Linked DNA regions of Mus musculus: region 2 is linked to region 1. A link is a contact called in public HiChIP or PLAC-seq data. All regions are on one chromosome and are shown on one strand. The core of a region is the stretch at or near the end of the contact, and the rest is flanking DNA. Distances in the headings are between cores, read along the strand shown.

Region 1 (7,930 bases), core at 148-2,647:
GAAACACAGTACATGTATAATGACTAAATGTCACAAAAAGTCTAATTGCTTAACATTAGATGATATAAGTCAAACACGTCAGATAAGCTGCCTGGGAGGCCGGAAGAGGAGTCATCTGCATGATGAGGAAGCATAGGAACTTTTAAAGCTTTCTCAGTACTGTTTGGAAAGGCTAAAGATGGGATGAATAACTGGTTCTTCTCAAAGCAAAGCCCAGATGCCAGTAAAAGCAAGACAGAACAGCATGTGGCCTGTCACAGAGCTAGGCAGGATTCTGGACCATGCAGAGATCCTCAGCACAGGAAATAAATGTGGACTGTATTTAAATTAAAATGTAAATCGATCTGTTTTTTGAGCTCAGTCCCACTGCTGTGGAGAAAATGGATTAGAGAATATCCAATGGGGCAAAATGCTTATGGTTTCTGTTAAATAACAAAACTATGTCATCCACTGAACTACCATCTATCAGATAATGAATATCACTGTATCTCTTCTGTTTAGGTGGTCTTCCTAAACTATGTAGCTGGCCAATAGACGACAGTCAAGTTTAAAAAAGACTTGCCAGAATTTTTTGGACCAGCCAGCAGGTGAAAAATGACACACAGAGACTTACTAATTTTATGATAGCTTATGCCTTAGCTTAGGCTGCCTCCCAGCTAGGTTCTCTAACTTAATTAACACCACTATTCTAGTCCCCATCCCACTACATGGTCCGGTACCTCTCTCACTCCAGGTACATCTGACCTCTTGTCCTGCTGACAAATTTTCTCCTGCCTCATTCTTCTCTCAGAGATCCTCTCTCAGACCAGAAGTCCCACTTTCCCTTTCCTGCCCAGCTATTGGCTGTTTATATCTCTATTAAACCAATCAGAGGCTGAGGGATGAAGAATGTTTACAGGATATGGTGCAGGTGCAGAGTCATAAGTAAACAATAGCAAAGTCTGCCAGTACTCAGCCCAGAATTAACAATTTAGTACTTAGCTAGCAAATTAATAATTGGATAATACAAAGACAACCCTCACACAGTACACCCCATCCCATGACTCCCAGAGAACCTGCCATTTGTGTATGCACCAGTGGCTGTATAAGAGGACTCTGTTCAATGTCACAAACTTCCTTTCCTTTTAAATTCCATGGGATGGATTTCTGCTCAGTTTTCTATGTCTAGGGCATTCCTGAGATGGAAAGCATAAGGAAGGGCCTAGTGGCCTAGGATTCTACTTTGCTTGGGCTCTGCACGCACCACTCTCTAACAATGCACCTAGCAATCTTAGACTCCCACTTCCATGATGCTGTACGTATACCAACTTCAAACAGTGGCATGGATTCCTTCCCCTGGCGAACCAACAGTTACCCTTTTCCCATTCACACCCATACCCTTTTCCTGTTCACACCCATCTGGAAACACATTCCAGGACGATGAGTCAGTCCAGCCTGGGCTGATTTGGTGAGTATGAGCAGCAAGACAACTTTTGTCATCTGTTTGAACTTTTTGACTTTTGGGGAACTATATTTACTATCTTATGCATAATCAGATATACATATAATTAACATCAGAAGCGTTTTTAGGAAAGGACATGGGCAGTACAGATAAACTTAAATAATGCAAGCTTATCAATCTAAACAGACAGTCACCCTCTCTATGTCTCCTTCCAACCAAACCTCCCATTCTCCTGAACTCCATGAAAGGAAATTTCAAGCAATAACTAGACCTCAGGATTCCTTTCACACTCAGTACTTCTCTGCTCACCTGCAAGTTATTTCTGACCCATTCTATCATTTTGCTTTTAAGTAAAGATTCCTTAGTGCCTTATAATCTGTGTGCCACTTCTCTAAGAGCCTGGGAGTAACTGGTTTAGACAGCAACCACCACTCTCAGTTACATCAATGGTGTGGGTTTTCAGTTACCTTGTTTTTTGGTCTTTTTGTTATTTTTGTCTTTTTTATTTTTCAGAGCTGAGGACTGAACCCAAGGCCTTGTGCTTGCTGGGCAAGTGCTCTACCACTGAGCTAAATCCCCAACCCCGAGGCCTGGGTTTTCTAAACCTCAAAGCCCACCACTAATGACATACCTCCTCAACAAGGTCACACTGCCTCCAATATGGCCACACCTCCTGATCCATCTCAAAAAGCCCCCCCCACCACCACCACCAATTAGGGACCAAGCATTTCAATATGTGAGTCTAGAAGGGCCATTCTCACTCAAACTACCACACAACTATTTGCCTCTTTAAAGACTAAGATTAAAAAGAAACAGTTTTTTCTTTATATTTAAAAAAAGCAGTTAATGTCTTCCTATACTCATGACTTTGGCTTAATTTGACAGCAAATACTTTTCTCAGCTTCTTGGGGAATGGTTGAGAGGAAGTTAATTATGTTTCTATGGTGGTGGACCTTTGGGAGGAAAGAAAAACCTTATATCTGTCTCCCTCATTCTGTAATATCCTTTCTAACTAATGATACAAATTGACCTAAATCAACCAAATTAGCAGAAAACATGTAGGAGGTTAGAGTATATGCCCTTGTGTGATTGCTACTGCAAAATTATGAAACACATCCAATTTTAAACCAAACTTGAAGTGAGGTGAGTAGATGTTAAGTAATTCCGTATACCCTCTCAAAATGTTTCAGTGACAAATTCCATCTTAAACAGTTAGATGATTATAAACCCTGAAATTAAATTTCAGGATGAATAATTAAGCACAGTTCTTCAGAGTCTCCAGAAGAAATCACATTTATCTACAGCACAAACACTTGAAGTAATCGATTGGGAGTCAATTGGCAAGGCACTGAAGAATAATTTTCAATTCTGAAGGAGCCATTTTCACTTCAGCTGGCATGATGTGCCTAATAAATAGCCCCTCTTGGTTCCATTTGGGAGTGAAGGTGGATTGTTTCCTTTGTTCTGGAAGTGTTGTTTTGTTTTTCAATGTGTGTGTATGTGCGCAAATGCATGTGTGTGTGTGTGTGTGTATTTGCATGTGTGCCTGTGTGTGTGCATGTGTGTGTGTGTGCTCATGTGAATTCAGGTTCCTGTAAAGGCCATAAAAATGTGTTTTATCCCTTAAAGCTGGAGTAACAGATGGTTGTGAGTCACTAATTATGAGTGCTGGGCACCAAACTTTGGTTGTCTGCAAAAACATTATCTGATCTTAAAGCTGACCCACCTCTCTAGCCCTTGTTCTGGTATTGCTCCACAATGTGGTGAGTAAGTCCTCATTTGCCTTTAAAAAACTCTTGTATAAGACAGTTCAACCTAACTTGTAAAACCGTGTGAACTGTAATTTCCTAAAAAGGCCATATGTCACACGCCTTGAAGATTCCTGAAGAGTGGGAGGTGTGAGTATATATCCATAATTGAAGATTTGGAATTTTTGCAGATCCTGAACAAAAACACCTTGGGCTATCTTCAGTACCTTCTATTGACACTTACTGGCAATATAAGTAAGTGACCTATAAGACCTAGTATCATTTTAAATATCAGGTAGAACTTTTAGAATATATTAACTTAGCTGACTACTAGTTTCTTCTGGCCCTTAACCTAAGACTGTTACAATGTAGAAAAGATTTCTTGTCATTGACCTTACCTCTGATACCCACCAAAGTATTTGTAGCTTTACTTTTTTCGGTGGCTATAACCTCATCTGCAGTGGAACATGTCATTTGGGACAACATGAATTTATTCTCAGGTCATACAGGTAATACATAGTTGACCCAGAAGAAACCATCTCTTCTCACCTTGAGGGCCATAGGTAGGTTCACATCACTGATAGCAGCTGAGATCAAAGTCCTTCCCATTTACATGACTGTCCTTTTAGAGCTACGATTAAAAACAATGAAAAGGTAATGTTAAAATTTTACTCTAGAGTTCAGGAGATAGCCAGTGTGATAGTATTACCCAGAGCACAAGTCATGACTTTTGAGAAAAAGAAAGCAAAACAAAAGAAATAATAATTTAACTGTGACTCACAGCAACTGAGTTAGTTCATTGGTCTAGTTAGTAGGGAAGTAGGGAAAGAACAAAAAAAGATTATGTCACAGTTTTTACTTTATAGGAATAGTCACTCATTGTATTTATCCCATGGACATTTAGAAAAGAGCTAAACATGGACCACAGGATCCCATGTCAGCATCTATATCAACACTAGTCCTAACTCTAAGTTACCTCAGACTAGTAACCTTCACTCTCAGTTTTATTAGTTATAATATAGAAAGGGTAAGTTAGCTGTGCTCACCCTTCCTTCTGGCTCTTCAAGGCCTGTAATTCTCAGTGTACTGGTTGTCACCAAAGGCAAAGAGAGCATCTGTCCTTCTCCATTCCTGGCCTCTTGCTTTCTCCCTGTTCTGCAGTCCTAGTGTTCACAAAGTGACCAGTGTTCCCCCCTGCTCTGTTCATTGATTCTGCTCTTCTGGGAGGCCAGGATCCCACAGAACCACAACAATACACAGCTCTTCTACATCTTTGTTTTACTGGTGTGAGAACTGTTTTGGACTTTTCACTGGTTAGTTTTTGACAGCTTGACATAGACTAGAGTCACTTGGAAAGAGGGAACATCAGTGCCTCCATCAGCTTGGCCTAAGGGCAAGACTATAGAACATTTTTTTTTCATTAAAGATTAATGTGGGAGGACCTGGTCCACTGTGGCAGTGTCGCCCCTAGGCAGACAGCCTTGTATCATGTTTGAAAGCGAGCTGAGCAAGCTATGGAGAGCCATGCCTCTACAGTTGTTGCTTCCAGGTTCCTGCCTTGGCCTTTTGCCCTGACTTCCCTCCATGATGGACTTCAAACAAACTCTCACCACCCCTAAGTTGTTTTTTGGTAGATGTTTTATTACAACAAATGCTAAACAAGCTAGGGCAGATCTCTACATCTATACGGAATAGATGTACAGTGTCTGAAGCCATTAGCTTTAAAGTAACCTGGTAATACTGGTTCTCCTAACATCAGTGTAGTACCACTATTGTATATGCAAAACAGTTTGCTGTTTTCCAAACACGTGCTTCCTTCTAAATGTGGAAAAATAGGGGAAATGGCTGTAGCCATGAATTCCATTTTCTGGCCTCTTGAACCTAGCAAAGCCATGCAATCAACTGTGGTTTCTTCTTGTGTCAAAGTAATTTTATATATATATACACACACACATACACATATATACATATATGTATATATATTCTAATTATACAATATAATGTAATATATAATTATATTGAAGTATATACTATATACTATATAAATAAATCATATATATATATGTATATATATATATATGAATGGCTTGAGCAATATGTGTAAAGGTTTACTTCCAAGGCAGCAGTCATTTTTATAGCAGAGGCATTGTCTGTCACTAAATTCACATCTGTTGCATTTTACTAGGCAACTAGCTGGAAGCATCCCTCCATATTGTCATCCTTTTATCTCTTCAGGAAATTGCAAGTGTTTCCTTAGCGATTTATAGGCCTGCCTCTGAGAGTTACCCCTTTAATATCCTCTAATCTTCCTGCTGATATGATCTATAAATGCTCCAAAGCCTCGGGGCCATCCATTACTGAACTATGAAACCACTAGATATTTCAAGCTTTTGACCTGGGGCATCCAGTATGACAGTAAATAGGATTACAGCAAGTTCCAAGAGGAAGAAGCTTGGTTCTCAACTGCTGCTGTCATGCATGGACTGGACCCCCTGGCGTTGCCTTTATTTTACTTAATGAGGCTATCACCACATTATGTGAGGCTATCCCCTCTCTGTTTGTCTGTCCTTCTTAGTATTCAACATGATTTACAGATGGTATGTGAATACAAGCAATTACTTCAGTAGGAACTGTAAAAAATGGTGATTTAAAAAAAAACCAAAATATTAGTCTTCCAAGGAAAATTATGTCAGTGAATATCACATGTCTGATGCACTATACAGCTATGATTCTGTACAAACTCTGTTCAGACTCTGAGTGCTCTCCTTTAGGGCCAGAAACATGTTATAGCACAGCTATGAGCCTCAGGAATGAAGAATTCTACTCTTAAGTAAATTTTGGAAACCTTAAATGTTAATGATTTTAGCACACTGCTTTATTTAACTTTATTGGAATTTTTTATATGTATTCAAACTAATATAGTCAAATTGTCCAAATATATTTGACCATCTATTTGCACAGGTACATGTAAATATGTATAGTTTTTACACACACACACACACACACACACACACACACACACACACCCATACCCCCCACCCTATATATACACTCATCATTTCCTAAAACTTTCTATAGATTTCTTACTGGCAATGCTTAGCTGGTGGATGAGATTCTTTCTGGTATATTATATATAATATTTGTTGTTTTTATCTCCTTGACTGATTTGCTTTGCCTTAACTGCCTATGTATTTTCAAAATTAGAAAAGTAGAAAATCCAGGAGTATTTTCTAGGTTACTGTGTTGATTTGTCCAAGGTTTCAAATATTTTGAATTTTGTCTTTTGAATTCAGTGTATATTGAATTCAAATGAACAGTATTCCAGTGCTTTTGAGTCTGGTATCTCCATGTAAAATCTAGAGACAATGTCTATCAACTTGCCTGGTAACACTGCACGCTGTTGGTATATTAATATTAACTTTCAAAGAGACATCTTTACTATGAATAAATTGATTCACAAAAAAACTAAAAGAAAGAAAATTAGAAAGTAAGATTGAAGCTACACAGGACCCAGCAGTAGAGAAAAAGAGTAGTGTTGTAAGCAGCTCTGTTTCTCTGGCTGTGAAATTTGGTAGAGTACTGTCCCTGCCTCTGCAATCTAGTAGGTTTGTGCTCCTGGACATGTCCTATTTCAGTTTCTCCTCTGTGAAATGAGGAAATAGCCTAATTTATAAGTAGATTATGAAAAGTGAATGATAGTGTAGGCTAACTACACAACATCTGATTAGCAGGAGATGGTATTATGTACTCCTTTGATTTGACTTCTCTTACCAGATAAGGCATTTATAATGGATCTATTTTCCATAGTGTCTAGAAGATGGTGCCTCACCATAATTATACATCTTCCTTTTGTGTAATTGGCTGGCCTAGCATCTATTTCTGCAGCTATTTCTTATCTGGCTTTTGTTATACTGCACATTCTGATTCTAGAGTCTCCAAAATTGGGAATCTGCATGTCCAAACACTGAAGGTCCTTGTCCCCAATTGGTTTTTGATCCATCAATAAAGAGCCACTGGTCAATGGCTGGGCAGGTAGACTGAGGCAACACCTTTGGATTTGCAGGGGCTAGGAATGGGGGAAAGGAGGGAGAGATCACCGTGTCTTGTAGGGAGATGTATTGGATTGAGAGCTGCAGAAGAAAATCCATGCAGAATGTAGGTGGCCATATAGGAGGGGTTGCCCAGAAGGGAGCAGGGAATCAAAGATAAAACATAGATTTAGAAGATATTGAGTCAGGAGTACTGGAGGGAAATATATGCTAGCCAGGCAGAGGATTAGAATGGCCCCTCCTTTAAGCTATGTATAGTATAGTGTGTGTGTGTGTGTGTGTCTTATGTGCAAATCCAGATAGCACATGGGACCTGTTGGGAACACAAAGCTGTTTAGCTAATTCACTGCTACATTTGAGTTTTAGTGAAGCATAAATAAGAGTAAAATTACATTATTTTCAGGAAAATAGATTGAACTGGATATCACTATAGTAAATGAAATAGTTCATTCCTTCAGAGAAGGGCCACATGTTTTTACTTTTATATATGGCCTTGGGATAGGTGGGAAATACTAAGGACATAAAAGTAGCAAAATTTCTCCATGATTATCAAAAACTATTCCTGATATTAAGGGAAAACCATGATGTGAAATGATGGGACAGGAGAAGGGAGAGGAAGAGAGGGAAAGGGAAAGAATAAAGTATAAGAGAGAAAATATAATCAAATTATATTACATTTTGTGTGTGGAAAT
Region 2 (7,021 bases), core at 225-2,724, 320 kb after region 1:
CTAGAGAGTGGTTTATAAATGGTTTGGCTGAGTATGGTGGTAACACCTTTATTCCCAGCAGAGAACTAAATAAGGCGAAGAGGATTGTGAGTCAATAGCCAGATTGGGCTCTATTGCCAGATACTGCTCCAGTAACCCCAACCCCAAACAGTCAGTAAACTATGCTGCCTAAGTATTTCCTGGTGTCATATAGAAAAGGATTCTTCCTGATGTAGTTAGTGCAATCAAATGAGGCAAATTCAAAAAGACAAAAAACAAACAAACAAACAAACCCAAAACAGAATAAAACAAAAAGTCCAAGGAGTCACGTTTTACAAGAGAAGAATTCAAGTGCTTTTTCTCACAGTGACAGGTGAGTTGTCTGGCCTTTATGTTTAGTTGGTTGGTTTACCTTACTAAATGGGAAGATAAGAAGTATCTCATAAGCCACCATGAATGTAGCTAATACACACACACACACACACACACACACACACACACACACTTCCTGAATTATAATTCTATTAGGCATATCTAAAATCCAGCTGTAGTCAGTGACCTCCTTGGTTGTTCTCAGTGAAAGCCTTGTGTTTTGGCAGCAGGGGAGTGTGTGGGGTGGAGCAGGGGATATCACCTTGCACTGGATGTTTATCTGGCTCCTGGTGGAGGAGGTGGGTGGGGCCTGTGAGGCATCGGAGCACACAGGTAACAGAACTCCGGCCTGGCTGCTGCAGACTCTACCTGAGCTCTCTGGAGGCTGTTATGTCGCCTGCTGCCTGCCCAGAAATGACCAGGGATAAAAGCAGCTCAGGGTAGGTGCCACATGCCTGTCTCCATCTGTTGTGACTTCCTCAATTAGGAAGAAGACATTTCCAGATATGAGATCATCTTTAATTGCTGTGCAAGTAGGAAATCAAATCTTCGTGTTTATAGGGTTAAGCAATTTCGTTTTCTTTTGTTTTGTTTTTGTTTTTATTTCTGCAAACTGAGACCATGCTCAGCACATACTGTCTTAGGCATAGGTACAAAAGAAAAGTATTTGGTTTGGTCCTTCCTATATGTTTGGCTTCCTGTATCCATTACCTCTGATCCTTTTCAAAACCATAGTTTATTCCAACTTTAAAAAAAAAAAAAAACATTTTTTTTTTTACTTTTTTTAGTCTTAGAGGTTATAATTACATAATATGAATCATTTCTTTCCTCTCTCCAAGCCCCCCCATATGCCTTCCTTGCTCCTTTTCAAATTCATTCCCTCTTTTTTCATTAACTGTTTATAATATTCCTAGATACAAAAGTGCAACCTACTGAGTCCGTATAATGCTGATTGTATGCGTGTTTTCAGTGCTGACCATTTGGTATTGGATAACCAGCTGGCGTGCTCTTCTACAAAGAAAGCTGTTTCTCCAGCTCTCGGCATTTCTTAGTTGTCTGTAGTTGGTTGCAGGGCTGAGGCCTCCTGGGCGTTCCCAACCACTGAAGCATATCCACTGTTGTCTTTATTCAGCTTATGTGCAGGCAGGGTCTTAGTCATTTTCTGTTGCTGTGCTAAGACTCCATGACCAAGGCAACTTAATAAAAATGTTTACTGGACCTTATAGTGTCAGAGGATGAGCTCATGACTATTAGGTACAGGCCATAGCAGCAGGCAGGCATGGTGTTGGAACAGTAGCTGCAAGCTCATAGCTTGAGATAACAGCCACAAGAATTGGTCTTTCAGCCATGCGATCTAGGATTGAACTCAGGTCATCAACAAGCACTGTTCCCACTGAGCCCTCTCTTAGGCCCAGGATTCTTCTTCTTGACAGTCAGGTGTCTGACTGGCATCAGCAGACATGCAGGGAAGGGCTCAGTTACAGAGTGGAGGATTATCTTGCCCCTCCCATCCCTGCACACACAGTTTCTTCACTGACCAATTCTCTCTCTCTCTCTCCCTCTCTCTCTCTCTCTCTCTCTCTCTCCTATAAGACTGCATTTTCCTTGATGAAATTTGGGGAAAGTAATATCTTTGTAAATATCATTGTGTATACAGTATTTTTTGAAAATATATTTTAATACAACATATTCTGAGTATGGTTTTCTCTTCTCCAACTCCTTGCATACACTCCTCCTTCCCCAACCACTCGAAGCTACATCCTTTTTTTTTCTTTAGGATAAAAGTGAGCATGTAAATAGTAATAATAATAGTAATAATAATAAAATTAGATAAAAACAAATTAGGTTAGGACAAAATGAATTGAAAAGAAAAAAACTCAAGAAACACAGAGATATACATAATTCACACATACAAAATCCTATAAAAACACAAAATCAGAAATTATAATATATACAAAGGAAATGTAAGGTTTTTGTTTTTTAAGTCATGACAAAAAAATCTCAAAAAAAAAAAAAAGCTCAAAAGAAAAAAATAAGTAAAGGTTATTGAGTTTGCTTGTGTTAGCCATTTACTGCCGGGCATGGGGCCTAGCCTTAAGACTGGTTGGTGTAGCCCATGGGACTCCTTTGAGAACATTACAATTTCATTTGTGAGTGGTTATGAACTGGAGATGGCTTCTAAGTTAGGGACGGGACTTGTGTCCCTCACAGCACTGGGACCCCTTTGGGTGCTGAGCTGTGCAGGCCCTGGTCATGCTACCACAGTCTCCATGAGCTCCTGTGTGCATTTGCACTGCCCTGTTAGGAAGGCCTGGTTTCCTTGGCGTCCTCCATCCCTTCGGGTTCTTAAAATCTTTCTGCTTCCTCTTCTCTCCTCTTCCCTGAGCCCTGAGGTAAGCAACATTTTATATTACCTAATAAAATTAATGCTGCTTTTCTTCTCTGATACGACGTTTATAAGTGAGAAGGTGGGGAAAACACAATTCTTAAAACTTGAATATTTAATGAGATTCCTTAATTAGCATGGCGCTGCCTGCCTGGACATTGCACTTGACAGAGAACTTGCATTTGAAAGCCATAAAATCACAGTTAATTTGGAAACTTGATCTATAAAAAATATAGATTTATTATGCGCCTGAATCATGATAATCCAAGGTTTGAAGGACCTTCAGGGAGTTCTAACCTACTGTAGCTGACCTCACTCCCTTTCTCAGTTGTGACTGTTTAATCAGATCAGAATCTATAGCTCTTCTTTCCATGGATATTTAAAGGCTGAAAACGGCCAAAAGCAGGTGGTTGTATAGACTACAATTCAACTTTTAAAAGTTGTGTCACTTACTGAGAAAACTTATCAATTGTTTCTTTAGAAATGACTTCAGATCGGAGTCCACTGACTGTGGAGAAATGCCACTGTTTAATACAGGCTACATACTATTCAGTGTGCCCTGTGCCTTGTGTATTGGTCTGCAATTGCCACCACTCCTACAACATCTGCTTCTTTCTCTTTGGCAGGGTAGAGTGTCCTTGCCCAACTTTCTTTGTCCTTAACCTACAATCATGTGGGTTGGTTCATATTTTTAAACAAAAATGAAAATAGTACAAACATTACTTTGCAAGACTGTAATGTAGCACCTGCTTTGAGGGGAGTGGTGTGTGGGACTTCAGCTCAGTTTTGTCTTGGTGTGTATTTCACATGATGAATGGGCCATAATTTATTCATAGTGTGGTGAGTGCTCAGATATGTGGACGATCAATTGCCTGGGTGTTTGAAATAGATACCCGACTGAAACAGTTAAACGAGCCAGGCATTTTACCAACGCCGTGCTAGAGGCAGATTATGAAGGCACATCTTGTCACAGTGCAATGGCTCTGTGGTCTTTTGATCAAAATCATGCCTGGGCACATCCTCCCAAGTGTCTATTTCTTAAACCATTCCCTACCACCTCAAAGAATGCAGCTTCATGTCTGTCTCTCCGCATTTTCTTCTGTTTGAGGCACACAAAAGATACTCAGGAAATGGAAGCTTGGAAGTCCGCACACAATGTGACTTTTTTGCTGATGGAAGGGGAAGGTGACTGAATCATTGATGTTCAGAATTCGGACTAGAATGGAAACCCACAGGCAATCAAAACAAAAAGAGATACGTGGCAGGGCCATGAACACATCCCAAACGCTATCCTCCCTGAGAGTAAGCCGGCCACGACACAGCAGGAGCTCACTGTACAGAACAAACAGCAAATCCTACATTGCCTGGAGTTCCATTCACTGCTCATAGAAAGAGGTTTTCTCTGCTTCAAAGTAAAGCAAACCTTCAACTGATTAGTTATGATTAGTTCTAGCCCCAGTGTTTGTGAAAAGCAATTCCTTCATTATATGTCTAAGATTTATTGTCTTTAATTGTGTGTTTGTATGTGTATGTACATATTTGTGTGATGTGTTCATGAAGGTCAGAAGTGTTGAATTCCCTGGAACTGGACTTATAAGCGATTGTAAATTGTACCACAAGAGTGCTAGGATCCAAACTCAGGTCCTCTGGAAGAACAGTAAGCACTCTGAACCTCTGACCCCTGTCTCTGGTCCTTTTTTCTTTTGTCTTAATAAGGAGCAGCTCACCTAGCCATTAATCTGACTTTTTTGCTTCAAGTGGAAGTTCTCAACCTTCCTAAAGCTGAGACCCTTTAATACAGTTCTCATGCTGTGGTGACCTTAAACATAAAATTATTTTCTTTGCTACCTCATAACTGCAATTTTGCTTCTGCTACTGTTATGAATCATAGTGTAAATATCTGATATACAGAATATCTGGTAGGTGACCCCAAAGGGGTCATGGCTCACATGTTGAAAACCACTGTTCTAAACCTATATGCTAGTTTGGCAGTTCTCTATAAAGCAACAACTGAGCCTGATTCCTTTCAAAACTCCAATGTCTGAAAGTAATAGCATCTTTAAATAGCATTTAAATATAGAATTAAATAAATAGCATTAAAAATAGCATTTTAAAAAAGTTGTAAAGTGATTTGTTATAATATGATGATGTAAAGGAAATCACCTGAGGATACGAGTTTTAAAATCAGTATTCTGGACACTGTGTTTTGAATTATCTGAAATATAGGGCAACATATGAGTGCATGGTACTTGTGAACAGTTAGACTTAACTGTGATTAGAGATATTCACGTTGACTCCGAAGTTTTGTATTTTAATAAATTTTTTGTGCACATTCACCTCAAACCAGCTTTAGAATGATTTTATGTTGATTCCTTTTAATTCAAACAACAAAAATTCTTTTCAAATGCTAATTTTGTTCATTTAAATGATGTTACTGGAAAGTTTAGTTATCTTAAAATAGAGCAGGAACAGGGATATTACATACCTTTATTATGTAATTTTTTTAATTGGCTTTTTAAAACTGCCTTGGAACTAGCAACACAACTTTACTGTATATGTATCTGTAATTTAGTTTATATACATTTCTTAAGGGTTTGGTTCCTGCTTCTCAAGTTCATATTATAAGAAAATTGAAAATAAAGGAACAATTCATGCTCTCCAGTTTTACAGTTTAGTGGGTAAAGCCAAGAGTTATATCTAAATAATAAATGTGATGTAAGAACAAAGACTGTTTCCTGCCCAGAGAAGTGGGAGTCAGATACACCTAAGGATAAGACATGGCCTCAGGGATAGGGCCATCCTTGCTTAATTGTCCACCATGGGTGAGGCTTGGAGTTTGAGAGTCCAGAAAATGTTTTGTGTGTAGGATCCATGGACCACAGTTTGACTCCCAACACAAGCATTGAAGTTCTGTTAGATCATGTATGTAATTTTCCATTCGGGGTTCATTCTTAAATGATAAATTAAAGATGATATGAAATGGTGCACAACTTCACAGATACACAAAAGACAATAGTGACAGCTATTTTTCTTGTTATACACTTTTAAAATTTATAAAATTAATATAAATCTGAAATCTGTCTTTACTCTATAAAAATGACAGTAGATGAAATAATGTGGAGTTAACAATTATATATATATATATATATATATATATATATATATATATATATAAATTTATATGAGGAACACATTATATATGGTATGTATGTGTATCCCTTGAGATATTATAATACAGGTGCACATATATAAGCATGCTCAGAAAATAAGAGTAGTTTTGAATTAACTAGAATGCTACTACATAATTTGTATCTTTACCAACACCAAACAGGAGATTTTTAAACAAATCTGTATCTGTGACTAGTTTTTTTTTTTAAATTCTGTTTTAATTTAGAATAATTCTAAATTTAGGATCACGTCCTTTACTTAATGTTGTATTTGTGAAGAATGAAAATTAAAAATCAAACACTTTTCTACTCGGGCTTTTTAATTTATGATAGGTTTTAAGTTGATCACTTAATGAAAGTCGAGTCAACATTCCCTCCTCTGTTATTCCGTAAACGTTGAAAACTCTTTTTACGGTTATTTCTCCTGAAAGCCAATTTAGAGGATTAAACATTTGGAAGGCCTGTTGAAATAACAGAAACTAAAACATGATAGTTCTTTAGCAGATCTGTCATCTTCCAAGTTTAGTGGAATTTAATCAGATATAAGGCTTTGGGATCGACTGCTTTCTTATCCTACCCTCCCCCTGCTGAAAGGCAGGCTGCATTTACCATGCCTAGATGTTGGAAATTGTCCCCGTGCCCTCCTTCTTTAACCACTGTATTTTTATGTTCACTTACAAGAGCCCAGGATGTCCTCCCTTATATTACTACATCTTTGCTTCTTCCTGCTGTTTCCTGAGTGCCTGGTCAGATGTTATTACCCTTTGGGAACAGTTTCCATTGCCAGGAAGTGCTGTGTACCCTAAGCTGGCCTGGTGCCTGCCTTTCCTCGGTTCCTACTCAGCCACTCACTAAAGAACAGCCAAGTTTTTGTATGCAGTGTCTCAGTGTTGGCTAAGGTCGGCCTTCTGGGTATATATATGCAAGCTGGAAAGCGGTGCATGTTTAAATTTCTGTCCATTACTAATAGGACTGGGTGGTGGGTCCTGACCAAAAAAAAAAAAAAAAAAAAAAAATCACACCATGCTGCTTGTCTCATGTCGGAGTTTATTGGACGGGGGATACAGAGGCCACCTCTGGGAGAGAGAGAGAGAAGAAAGAATGGTGTCAGGAAGAA

Evidence for each region. HiChIP or PLAC-seq counts read pairs in DNA pulled down with a chosen protein or histone mark.
Region 2: a contact with region 1 is called in an HNF4G HiChIP or PLAC-seq map of pancreatic cancer cells. The contact joins two enhancer-like sites.

Annotation. Positions count from the first base shown.
Region 1 is chr15:41,285,619-41,293,548 of GRCm38.p6, forward strand. It overlaps Gm33557 (a long non-coding RNA gene), which reads right to left. Exons shown (of 6, transcript XR_875321.1): 3 at 3,739-3,820. Among named protein-coding and RNA genes, the nearest start is that of Gm33557, 11 kb to the right of the region's middle. Within about 2 kb of position 1,398, at least 22 of the 459 cell types and tissues checked have an H3K27ac peak or open chromatin away from gene starts, as enhancers often do. A contact at or near this core is called in pancreatic cancer cells, where this site is marked.
Region 2 is chr15:41,602,612-41,609,632 of GRCm38.p6, forward strand. All of the region lies in intron 2 of Oxr1 (oxidation resistance 1), which reads left to right. Among named protein-coding and RNA genes, the nearest start is that of Oxr1, 160 kb to the left of the region's middle. Within about 2 kb of position 1,475, at least 21 of the 459 cell types and tissues checked have an H3K27ac peak or open chromatin away from gene starts, as enhancers often do. A contact at or near this core is called in pancreatic cancer cells, where this site is marked.